Regions from separate parts of the Triticum aestivum genome. Here region 1 is linked to region 2. A link is a contact called in public Hi-C data. All regions are on one chromosome and are shown on one strand. The core of a region is the stretch at or near the end of the contact, and the rest is flanking DNA. Distances in the headings are between cores, read along the strand shown. Region 1 holds the start of LOC123187971 (dihydrolipoyllysine-residue acetyltransferase component of acetoin cleaving system). Region 2 holds the start of LOC123187970 (probable GTP diphosphokinase RSH3, chloroplastic).

Region 1 (5,721 bases), core at 253-2,752, 160 kb before region 2:
CAATATATTGTTTATGCTGCAGAACCCGTACACATGGGAGAGAATATAAATGGAACGTGATAACATGACAACAACATTGTTTATCAGACAACATATGCCTATCACGACTAAGTCAAATGAACACATGTTACATCACCTTCGTTATTTATGTAGGACTAACGATGCTACGCACTACCTACCTAATTTTTTTTTCGAAACGGAACTACCTACCTAATTATGCTCTTGATGGAAGCTATGGCGGGGCCGTTGAACGGATGCTGTCTCTCCACTGAATGGTTGGCGGCTCGATGATACGTTTGGTCGTCGACATGGTTGGTCGTGCATTGTTAATCGTGCGTCGTCAAGGACATTGGATGACGTCGCTGCTAGTTCGTTGCGCGGTTATGGTAGCATTATCATATTGATACTAATACTCCCTCGTTTCTAATTTTATTTTTTTTTGATATTTCAACAAGTGACTACATATGAAGCAAAATAAGTGAATCTACACTCTAAAATATGTCTACATATGGATGTATGTGATAGTCCATTTGAAATGATTAGAAAAATAAATATTTAGAAACGGAGAGAGTATTATATATCGTCCTCCGTCGACAAAAACAGACATGGTTGGCTGAGACCTGAGTTCATCTGTTAATCGACATGGACACTTGTGTCCGAGTCGTTCGCTGGGTGGACTGGTAGCTATCGCGGTGAGGCCGCCGTTGGACGAACAAAACTGCCGGGAAAGCCGGACGAAAATCAAAGATGGTGGCCATTGATCACGTACCTGAACGAGGTCGCGGAGCAAGAAGCCCGGGATGAACGGGCGGGGGCGGTGGTAGGCGAGCCCCATCAGCCGCCGCATCTGCTCGGGGGTGCGCGGCAGCATCAGGTCCTCCACGCGCTCGGCCCCGCCGCGCGCCAGCAGGGCGCGGTCGTCGGCGTCGCCCTTGAGCAGGTCCGAGCTCGCGATCACCACCCGCTCCACGGCCTCCGGCCCCAGAAGCCTCGCCACGTGGTACGCCACGAAGCCGCCGTAGCTGGTCCCGACCACCGACGCCCTGGCTGAGGGGGGCACGATCGCGCCTATGAGCTTCGCCACCGCCTCCGCCTGGTGGGCCTCGGAGCACTCGCCGTCGACCGGCGTGGGCGACGTGCGGGAGCCGCCGAAGAAGAGGAGGTCCGGCACGACGAGGCGGAACCGGCGCGACAGAGGGCCTACCTGGGGCCGCCACTGCCACGTCGCCGGCGGGCCGAAGCCGTGGAGGAGGACGAGGACGGGGAGCTCCTCGCTGGCGCCGGGCGGGAAGCGCCAGCACTGCATCGTGGTGGCGCCGCCGTCGAGCGGCACGGACGCCTGGACCAGGCCCGCCGCGGTGAATCGGCGCCGGAAGTAGGCGTCCAGTAGCGGCGCGATCCCGAGCGTCGACGACGGCATAGTTGCGGGGACTGAAGGTGGAGCGCGGGGCGCCTTCGTGGCTCGTCACGTCTGCTTGTCCCATGCGCGCGTGGTGTCGTACGTATATGTATGTCTGCTCTCGATGGAGAGAAGACAATCACGGGCTGTACCAACCGCCCCATGTCTTTTCTGAGGAGTCCGGCTCAACTGCGGCAGGAATTTCTACAACACACTTTTCTTTTCTATAGATAGACTATCTTTAAATAGTCAAACTGTTTTTGATTTGGATTGCAGCAGAATATTAGACGTTAGAAAAGTGTTTTTTGAGGAGTATTTAACAAAAACTGCAATAATTGGGACAACCATGACCAAAAACTACAACTCTAGGAACCCTAGCAAAAAACTATTGTACCACTTTTGCTCTAATTTTTGGCAAAAAAAATCTACCACTTCTGTTAAATGACCGATTGAGCACAAATTAAGGATGATTATGACATGAATGGCCCACTCGTCGGGGGTCAACCTGGCACAAAGTCAACCTGCACCATTATGTTGACCATTATGGCATGTGGGACCCACATGTCATTCTTAGTAAAAAAAGGCTCGCCCGCATGCATGCATTGGGTGAGCACGTTCCAGTTCATGGGTTCGGTCAACTCGCCCGCTCAACACTCACGCAGGAGAAAATCTGCCGCCGCCACGGGTAGCCGCCACCGGGCGCCGCGTCCATCTGCCGTTGCGGCAAAGATGCAGGTGAGGTGGGGCGCGGGATGGTGGCGGCGCCATGGTGAGGCAGCCGTCCTCGCGCGTCACCTCCAGTTGTCGTTGCGGTAAAGATGCAGGAGCGGTGGGGCGCGGGATGGTGGCGGCGCCATGGTGAGGCATCACTATTGTGCATCACCTCTAGCTGCCGCCAGGCCCTAATAAGTCTCAAACATATATATAATTTTGTATCGTTAAATGTTATTATATCATCACTTTTGTATGTTTTATATGCTACTAGTTCAAATATCCGTGCGTTGCAACGGACGAAAAAATTATAAAACCTGCTTCGTGTGCCATCTCGTGCCTGTTTGCGAGTATAACTTCCGATCTATTCATCAACTGTCAAGGTAGTTCAAAGAACACCGGAAGTAAAAAATACATCTAGGTCCGTAGATCACCTAGTAATGACTACTTACACTGGAGCGAGTCGGAGGCGCGCAGCTATATTCGCCCCTCCCTTATCGAAGTCGGGCAAATCTTGTTGTATTAGAGAGTCGGAAGTCATCGTGATAAGTCTCTATAGGACCAGCGCACCAGAACAACATCCGCCGCCAATAAAGAGAAATGTAGATAAGAAGGATCCAACATGTAGAAACACGAACACAGACAAACGAAGACAAGATCCACGTGGATCCACCAAAGACAAACAGTGACCGAACCCGTGAGATCCAATTTTGATAAACATCAGTAATAAGGTTGTGTGCCTATTCTACATGATATACCGGTAGAGATTGTGTGCTGATGTTTGAAACCAGCTCTAGACAGTAGTCACAATCACCAAATCCTGCAAATTCAGATCGCGGGCCAGGGCAAGTGCTTCACTACACGCGTGCGCCTCCAAACTTGCCGGGTCGATCAAGCCTTCAAAGACCAGTGCTGAAGCTCCAAGAAATTTCCCCGACTTGTCTCGACAAACCACAGCCGCTGCTCCCTTCTAGCCCAGGGTCGATAATGCTCCATCACAGTTGAACTTCACCGCTTCATCCTCAGGCGGCAGCCATGCCCGTGCTCTCGGGACAGCAGGCACATGCATCGGTCGCTCCTTTTGGGACTCAACGATGTCCAGGTCCTCCAAGAAGCGCCTAATAAAACTCATGGTTGACAACGGGCTCTGGAACTCATTCTCATGGATTGCTTTCCGGCGCGCCCACCAAATTGCCCACATTGTCACTAGCATCCGAGTTACATCACGTTGGCTTGTTGATTCGAACAACCAAAACAGCCATAGACGGGCATCAGCGTTCTGGTTTGATATCACATGCTCTAGGAGCTCTTCATCACCTAAAGCCCAAACGCATCGCGCCATGCAGCAGCTTAACAGAGAATGACGCCAAGTGTCCTCATCTGCTCCGCAAATCGAGCATGCTGGTGAATCTGCCATATTTCTCCCATGACGCACATGCCCCGTCGAGATCGAGGTATGCGCTAGTCTCCATACGAAAATTTTGATCTTGGAGGGAACCCGTACATTCCACAGCTGCGACCAAGATTTCCTGTCAGCTGTAATGTTTGAATGTCCCAGCCGATGATCAAGCCAATCCTCCCTCTGAGCCTTGACTGCAGAAATCATACGGTAGGCCGACCGAACCGAAAAAACACCCTTCTTGTCATAGTGCCAGGCCCAAAAATCATCCTGCACCCTAGTACTTAGTGGTATATTCTGAATAACTTCAACATCGGGAGCGATAAAGTGTTCCGTAAGCGCCTGCTTGTTCCACGACCTGGTGGTGGGATCAATCAGCTCCGAGACCAGAACTAGAGGGTTGGCCGACCGTGAGCATATTGGCCTGAGCTTGTAATCCCTTGGTAGCCAATTGTCGTGCCATATGTACGTATGTGATCCACAGCCGATGCGTTTGATGAGTCCTTGCGCTAGCAAGTCTCTTCCCTCTAGTATGGAGCGCCAGACCTGGGACGGACCTGCACCCAACGTGGCATCCAAGAGGTGGCAATCTGGATAGTACCTGGCTTTCAGAATTCGAGCGCTGAGCGAGTCCGGATCCTGCAGTAGTCTCCATGCTTGGCGCGCGAGTAATGCTAGGTTGAACAGCTCCACATCCCTAAAGCCCAATCCCCCCATGAACTTTGGTTTCGACATTGTTCATGAAACCCACGCTGTTTTCCGTTGGCCATCCTTGCTTCCCCACCAAAACTTACGGATCAGGCCGTTGATATGCTCACACAAACCCCTTGGGAGCTTGAAACATGACATAGAATACGTTGGAATAGATTGAGCTACAGATTTTATTAACACCTCTTTCCCTCCGGCAGATAAACACTTCTCCATCCACCCTTGCACCTTCTTCCAAATTCTATCTTTCAAGTACTTAAAGGATCCCTCTTTGGCCCTCCCCACATCCGAGGGCAGACCCAGGTACTTCTCTGTTAAAGATTCATTGTGGACCGCGAGGATGTTCTTGATGGAGTCACGAGCAGAGTTGGGTACTCCTTTACTGAAAAAGATAGATGACTCTCCATATTAACCCTTTGTTCGGAGGCGTTACAATAGATCTACAGTAGCTCATCAATACGTGTGGCCGTATCATCATTTGCTTCAAAGAAAAGTAGGCTATCGTCAGCAAAAAGTAGATGATTAACAGATGGTGCATTTGGTGCGACTGTGATCCCCCGCACTCCTGCACCAGATTTCAGTAAACATGAAAGTCCTTCAGCTGCCAACAAGAACAAATATGGTGAGCTCGGATCGCCCTGGCGCAATCCCCGAGAAGGCTTGAAACCATCCAGTCTCCTGCCATTAAACATAACCGAAAAGGATACCGACGTCACACATCTCATTACTGTCTCAGTGAAGCGGAGGCGCATTACAGCTCTCAAATACGACCACTCCAAGCGATCATACGCTTTCATCATATCCAATTTTAGAGCACAAAACCTATTGCCCTTCACCCTCCTAATCTTCATGTAATGTAGGCATTCATAGGCTGTAATGAAGTTATCTGTGATGAGACGACCAGGGACAAAAGCCGACTGCTCTTCGGAAATGATCTCAGGGAGGATTACCTTCAGCCTGTTGGCTAAGACCTTTGAAGCGATCTTGTAGATCACATTACAAAGGCTTATCGGCCGAAACTGTCCTAGAACTTTTGGACTTGCTATCTTTGGAATTAAAACGATGAACGTGTTATTTATCTCCTCCGGTGAGTCCACCCCATCAAGCACTCTAATGATTATCCTTGTAACTTCATCACCACATAAGTCCCAATGCTTCTGGAAAAAATGTGCAGGGAAATCGTCCGGCCCCGGCGCCTTAGTTGGAAACATTTGAAAGAGAGCTTCTTTAACCTCCTTATTGCTATAAGTGGCATTTAGGTGGGCATTCATATTACCATCCACCCTCATCGGTATGTGCGATAACACCTCTTCCATACCTATTGTTCCTTCCGACGTATAGAGGTTTGAGTAAAACTCTGTAGCCATATTTGCCAGTTCCGCCGGATCCGTACAAGTGGTTCCATCCACACGATCAAGTTGGGTGATGCTGTTTTTGGCCCGTCTAGCACTTGCCTTCCTCTGAAAGAACTTAGTATTGCTATCACCCTCGGACAGCCATGTGA
Region 2 (5,196 bases), core at 63-2,562:
TATCAATAACATAACAATCAATTATGGTCTGTCAGTCATAATCGTAAAAATATATTTTAGCAAGGTAGCCAAACTAGCAACATCCAGTTCTCCATATGACGAAAAAGACAACACCGAGAAAGATGAAAATAAAAGGGGGGCCCACGCAGAGACATAACCATATAACTAATCAATTGTGAGTATGACCTGGTCCTTCCCCTAGAAAACAATGGCCTGATCCTGGACACAGGCACAGCTTAAGTCATACTCAGAAAATTATCTGTATATGCCGGTACGAATAATCTACCAGTGAAGAAGCTCTGAATTGCTACATAACGGTGTAGCAGCAATTGCACCTTACTTTGGTTCGTTTCAGAAAATAATACTGCCACACCAAGCGAGCTTTAACAGAGAAAAACAGTTCTCCTAATTAGACATATCAGTGAGCCTGCTCGTCACATCCTAATGTCAGTTATATCCAGTACAGTAACTAAATACGGAGTAGATCCGAATTCTTACCCCCTTCACGAGGTCCGCAACGCCAGCACCGAATTGCTCGGAGATGGAGCCGTAATCCAGGCCTGCGTCGTCCACCGTGTCGTGCAACAGCCCCGCCGCGATAACCGGAGGGCCTGCGCCGAGCTCCGCGAGCAGCGCCGCCGTCTCCACGCAGTGCTGCAGGTAAGGGTCGCCGCTCGCGCGCATCTGCAGAAACCACCAAAACGCCCAGCCGAGGAACGTGGCCCGGTCACTTCAAACGTCCGACAAGCCACGCCGAAACGATGAGCAGAAAGAGAGCGAGAGGGGCGCTGTCAAGCACCTGGCCGCGGTGGGCCGCCTCGGCCGCGTAGTAGGCCTTTCTCACGAGCTCTTCGCGGAAGATGGCGTGCCGCGACTGCGCGCCGGCGAGCAGGGCCGCCGCGGCTGCGGAAGAAGCGGCGCCGACTTCCTCGAACCCCGCCACGGCGGCGCGGGCTCGCCTCGCGGACGGCGGGCTTCGCGCCTCCCCTTGGTCGGAAGCGCGCGCGAAGGAGAGGGAGGGCGGGGTCCGGCACCGGGTCGCCCGCAGCTCGCCGGCGGCGGAGGCCGGGGCGCGGGGGAGGAGGTCCAGCGCGGCGGGGGGCTGCGGCGCCGAGAGGCGGTGGTGGGGGCGGCACTTGACGGAGCAGGCGACCGCCGCCGGCATGGCTCCTGGTGGTGGTGCTGGCTGGCTCGGTGAGTTGGAGTTCGGCGGAGGGGACGGTCGAAGAGGGGGGAGTGGGGAGGTGGAGATTGGAGAAAGAGGCGTGGAAGGGAGCTCTAGTTGGGACGTTGGGCTCTTCGCGCGTGCTGGCGTGGTTATGACTAGTAAGCCTACTCGTGGGAACTGGGAAGATGGGTGGTCGTTTTTATTTTAGACCTCAAGTCGCCAAATCATTTGGGTTGGCTTGGCTTGCTAATTTTCGAACGAGGAGGTGTGTTTTCTTTCCGAGAGCACGAGTAAACTATGTGCCGTAGTTTTAGTTTTATAGAAGGCACATGATAAAACACAAGAATTCAGACAAACTCTCACCACATGCCGATGAGAGGCAAACACCACAGAAACCCCAACACAAAGGTATCTGTGCTAAATTGACCAACAAAAGCAGCCGCGTCTCAACTAACCTTGGTCACCTCTAAAGAGCAACAACTTCAAACAAACTCTCATTGCCAACGCATCAACTAGTGTGTGGCATTAACCATCCTTGATTGCCTAAAAGAGTTGGCAGGTGGGTGGCGAGACTCGAACAGCCCCAAGAAAGTCATCATCTTGGAATCACCCGCGACGGTGTACATAGTACCTTTAGGTCCTGACGAACAATTCAGAACAACGGTGAGTACCACAGGAAAGCAAACTAGGACCTCCAAGTCGTGTCTCCAAAAGCAATTATCCCAACAGAAGAGCGACATCGAGGACGCTGCTATCATCGATCCGGATCCGAACCTAGGCTTTTGCCCGAAGACAACCAATCAAGAGAGAGAGAGAGAGAGAGAGAGAGAGAGAGAGAGAGAGAGAGGTGCCGACACACCACAACGCTGCCTCCAAGGAGGGGAAATGACACCCACGAGGGGCTGTCACGGGTGGCACCAGCCAAAGACGGGCACGACTTCCATCCGAATTATCGCAAACCTACATCCCTGCCCATCGGAATGAGGTACATCCTCATTAGACATGATACTTTATACAATATTAGACATGTAATGTTCATAAGCATGTGAAATTGTGTAGTTCAAAGTCATATTCATTTCCTCTTGCTTCAGGGCTCCACCGAACGTAATTACCTAACATGATTCACTCGTCCTTACATGTCGCGACGAACTCTGAAGCCCTAGCCGCCACCGGCGTTACGCTCTCGCTCCTGCCAAAGTCCGTCATCGAGTAAAACCCATGTGGCGTCTGCAGTGCCAGAATGGTCTGTCCACATGGAGTTCATGCGACAGGGTTGGCCGGATGCGGCAGATTAGGGTTGGTGGCAGCGGTTGATATGTGTTCGAGCAACGGCAATTCTCAACCAGGGACGCTTACAGGTGATGCTACATGCACCGATGGCATACAGGGATCCTAGATGGCGGTTGGCTTGACCTCTGGCTCATATTTGGCGTACAGCTACATAGGCGTCTTGGTTTTGATTTAGCTTGATTTTAGAATTCTCCGTGTTAGTCGAGGCCGCGAGGCGACGACGTTGCCCGGTTTACAAATATTGGCCTTCATATCCTATCCATGTTCCATCGGTGCACTCGGTGCCCGTAGAGGGCACATGAAGGTGTGTCTGTCCATCCGAGGATTTAAATCTTCGTTTTAATGTTTTCTATAAGGGCATGTAAGTCTTATCTTAAACCCGTCACGTAATCTAAAAAAAATTACATGGCATTAGTCTTTTCTTTGATAGCTAAATATTTCTAAATACATGGTGAGGGGTGACAGATATTATTGCTAAGAGATTATATCCTAATTAAGAAAAAATACAGCCTTTTTCTTAATATCTCTCGTTAAGCTCAGCAATTTATTATACTACCTATCACTCCTACTGTACAGAAAATTCTGAATTCCGCCACCCAACAACCGTGAGACATGTTCCTTCTGTCCACGTACCACGGGAGTGATTTGCATCAACGTGAGGGTGTCTTGTGCTTAAACGTGCAGCTTCCTCCATGTCACGGAGGGCCGCAAACGACGGGGCGCACGCATGTCAAACGGAGGCTTCCTTGTGCGTGTGGACGAGGGATCGCTTGCCGGTTGGGCAAAGCAGGCATTGGCGGCACGGACCAACAGCTGATGCGTTTGTTCTACTCACCGTCTCGTGTCACGGCGCCAATGTTTCTTTCGAACCGATGGCAACGGGCCGGAGAAATGACCCATCGAGTCAGTTTGTCAACCAACTGATACTGATGGATGTTTGAGTGCCTCCGATGCAACCCCGGCCGGGAGCGATGGTATATAGGGCTGCAAGAAAAGCTCGTGGCTCATGAGCCGCTCGAGATCGATTTGTTTTTTAGCTCGATTCGAGAACGACTCGAAAAGAAATGATTTAAGTTTGAACACTTTATGCAGCTTGACCAAGAAACGAGCCGATCTTGAACCAATATTGGCTCGCTCGATTTGAGCTCTATAGCTCGACATAATATCATTATGTTAAATGATCATGCCATATATTAAACGGAAATAAGATAATTTATTATCACATATGATGTTCATGATTTTTGTCCATTTTATTTACCAGCAAACATGGAAGCATATGCACCTTCGTTTTTGTTATCATATAAGTGCACAAAAGATTTAGGCCTAATTATGGTAGGTGATCGACTATGTGTTAAATATCCTATTGTGTTTGGCAAAAGTTTTCACCATATGCACCTTCATTTTCTTGTTTTTCGTCCATGAAGACCACCATCTATTGCTAGTTCACCCAAGAGAGAAGATGAGCTCTCCCTAGCACGACGAGATGGGGGGACAAAGTTGTGTCATGTTGTGTCCTTATCTCGTTAGAATAATCGCCATAAATTTATAATTTTTACGGTCTCATTTAGCTCAAAACTAGCTCGAGATCGACCCGAGATCGTTACAAGCTGAGCATGAATCATGTTCTACAGCTCGATCTTGAGCTTCACTTAGTTTGAGCTCGCTCAAAATTTATATGAGTTGAGCCGAGCCAAGTCCAACTCACTTGAACTCGACTCGTTTGCAGCCCTAGTGATATACTAGAGGGCACGGGAGTCAGTTGTGCACAACAGATTCAGGCGACGTGCGTGAGCAAACAAATTACGGGAGCGGCAAATGCATCAACACCATTGTAGTGATATGATACTTCCGACGCAATACAAAAGCGATGGTTCCATTCAAAATACCAAATCTATACGACTTTGCAACCGCAATTTTTGAAAAACATAACGAGGGACTATTTGATTGACAGGATTCTAAAAACAGACAGGAAATACTATAGAAATTTCCTTCAAAGAGGTTTGAGCAATTCCATAGGATTTTCGGTCGTTTGATTGCATCACAGGAAAAACAAAGTTTTCCTTCAACGAGATTTGAGTGGATGCTAGAAATCTATGTAAGTAGTTCAAATAAATCCTGTGAATCAAAGGAGCTCTAAAGATCGATCAGGCAATTGCAGCTAAGCTGTACAGACAAGCAAACACATCAAACATGATCACACACACGATAAGATGAACATGTAGCAGCAAATGAATATCCATACACAGAATAGCACGATTGGATAGCTTCACCTGCTTTGCAAGTACTTCAAAGTTTCTTAAAGCCAGGGTGAAGCATCGTCCAGATACAGGCGAGTATATGGGAGAACAGATGTATGACTGCATGAACCTGAACATTCATAGTAGTCTATAAACATCTTTCTGAAACTAGCAGAAACATAATCTTGTGCTAATGCACTCTGGGAAATACAGTAACAAATGCTAGATCATACAAAGCTCGACAGGTAGAACAGCTGCTACGCATCAGGTGCCACAGCAAGCAAAAAAATCAAACACCCATAAAGAAAACAAACCTCATTCTAGCAAATACGAAGTAGACAGATGGCATCAAAGGAAGATTTCTCAAAGAACATGTATTCACTTCAGCTTAGATGCAAATGGATATCAATACTTCACACAATGGCACAACAATTACAGCACAATAGCTTACTCCAGGTGTTTATTTAACTCATGAGGTGGCACTAAACTAGTCAAGTAAAT

Evidence for each region. A called contact is a pair of places that touch in the nucleus more often than the background predicts.
Region 1: a Hi-C map of leaf shows a contact between it and region 2, with 3 times the contacts expected there. The contact joins the promoter of LOC123187971 here to the promoter of LOC123187970 in region 2. A contact is called at or near these places in 2 of 5 Hi-C or Micro-C datasets (both in leaf).

The regions. Positions count from the first base shown.
Region 1 is chr2A:131,223,231-131,228,951 of IWGSC CS RefSeq v2.1, reverse strand. It overlaps LOC123187971 (dihydrolipoyllysine-residue acetyltransferase component of acetoin cleaving system), which reads right to left and starts at 1,502. Exons shown (of 4, transcript XM_044599989.1): 1 at 770-1,502. The coding sequence starts at 1,420.
Region 2 is chr2A:131,061,504-131,066,699 of IWGSC CS RefSeq v2.1, reverse strand. LOC123187970 (probable GTP diphosphokinase RSH3, chloroplastic) reads right to left here and starts at 1,312. Exons shown (of 6, transcript XM_044599988.1): 1 at 800-1,312; 2 at 499-684. The coding sequence starts at 1,165.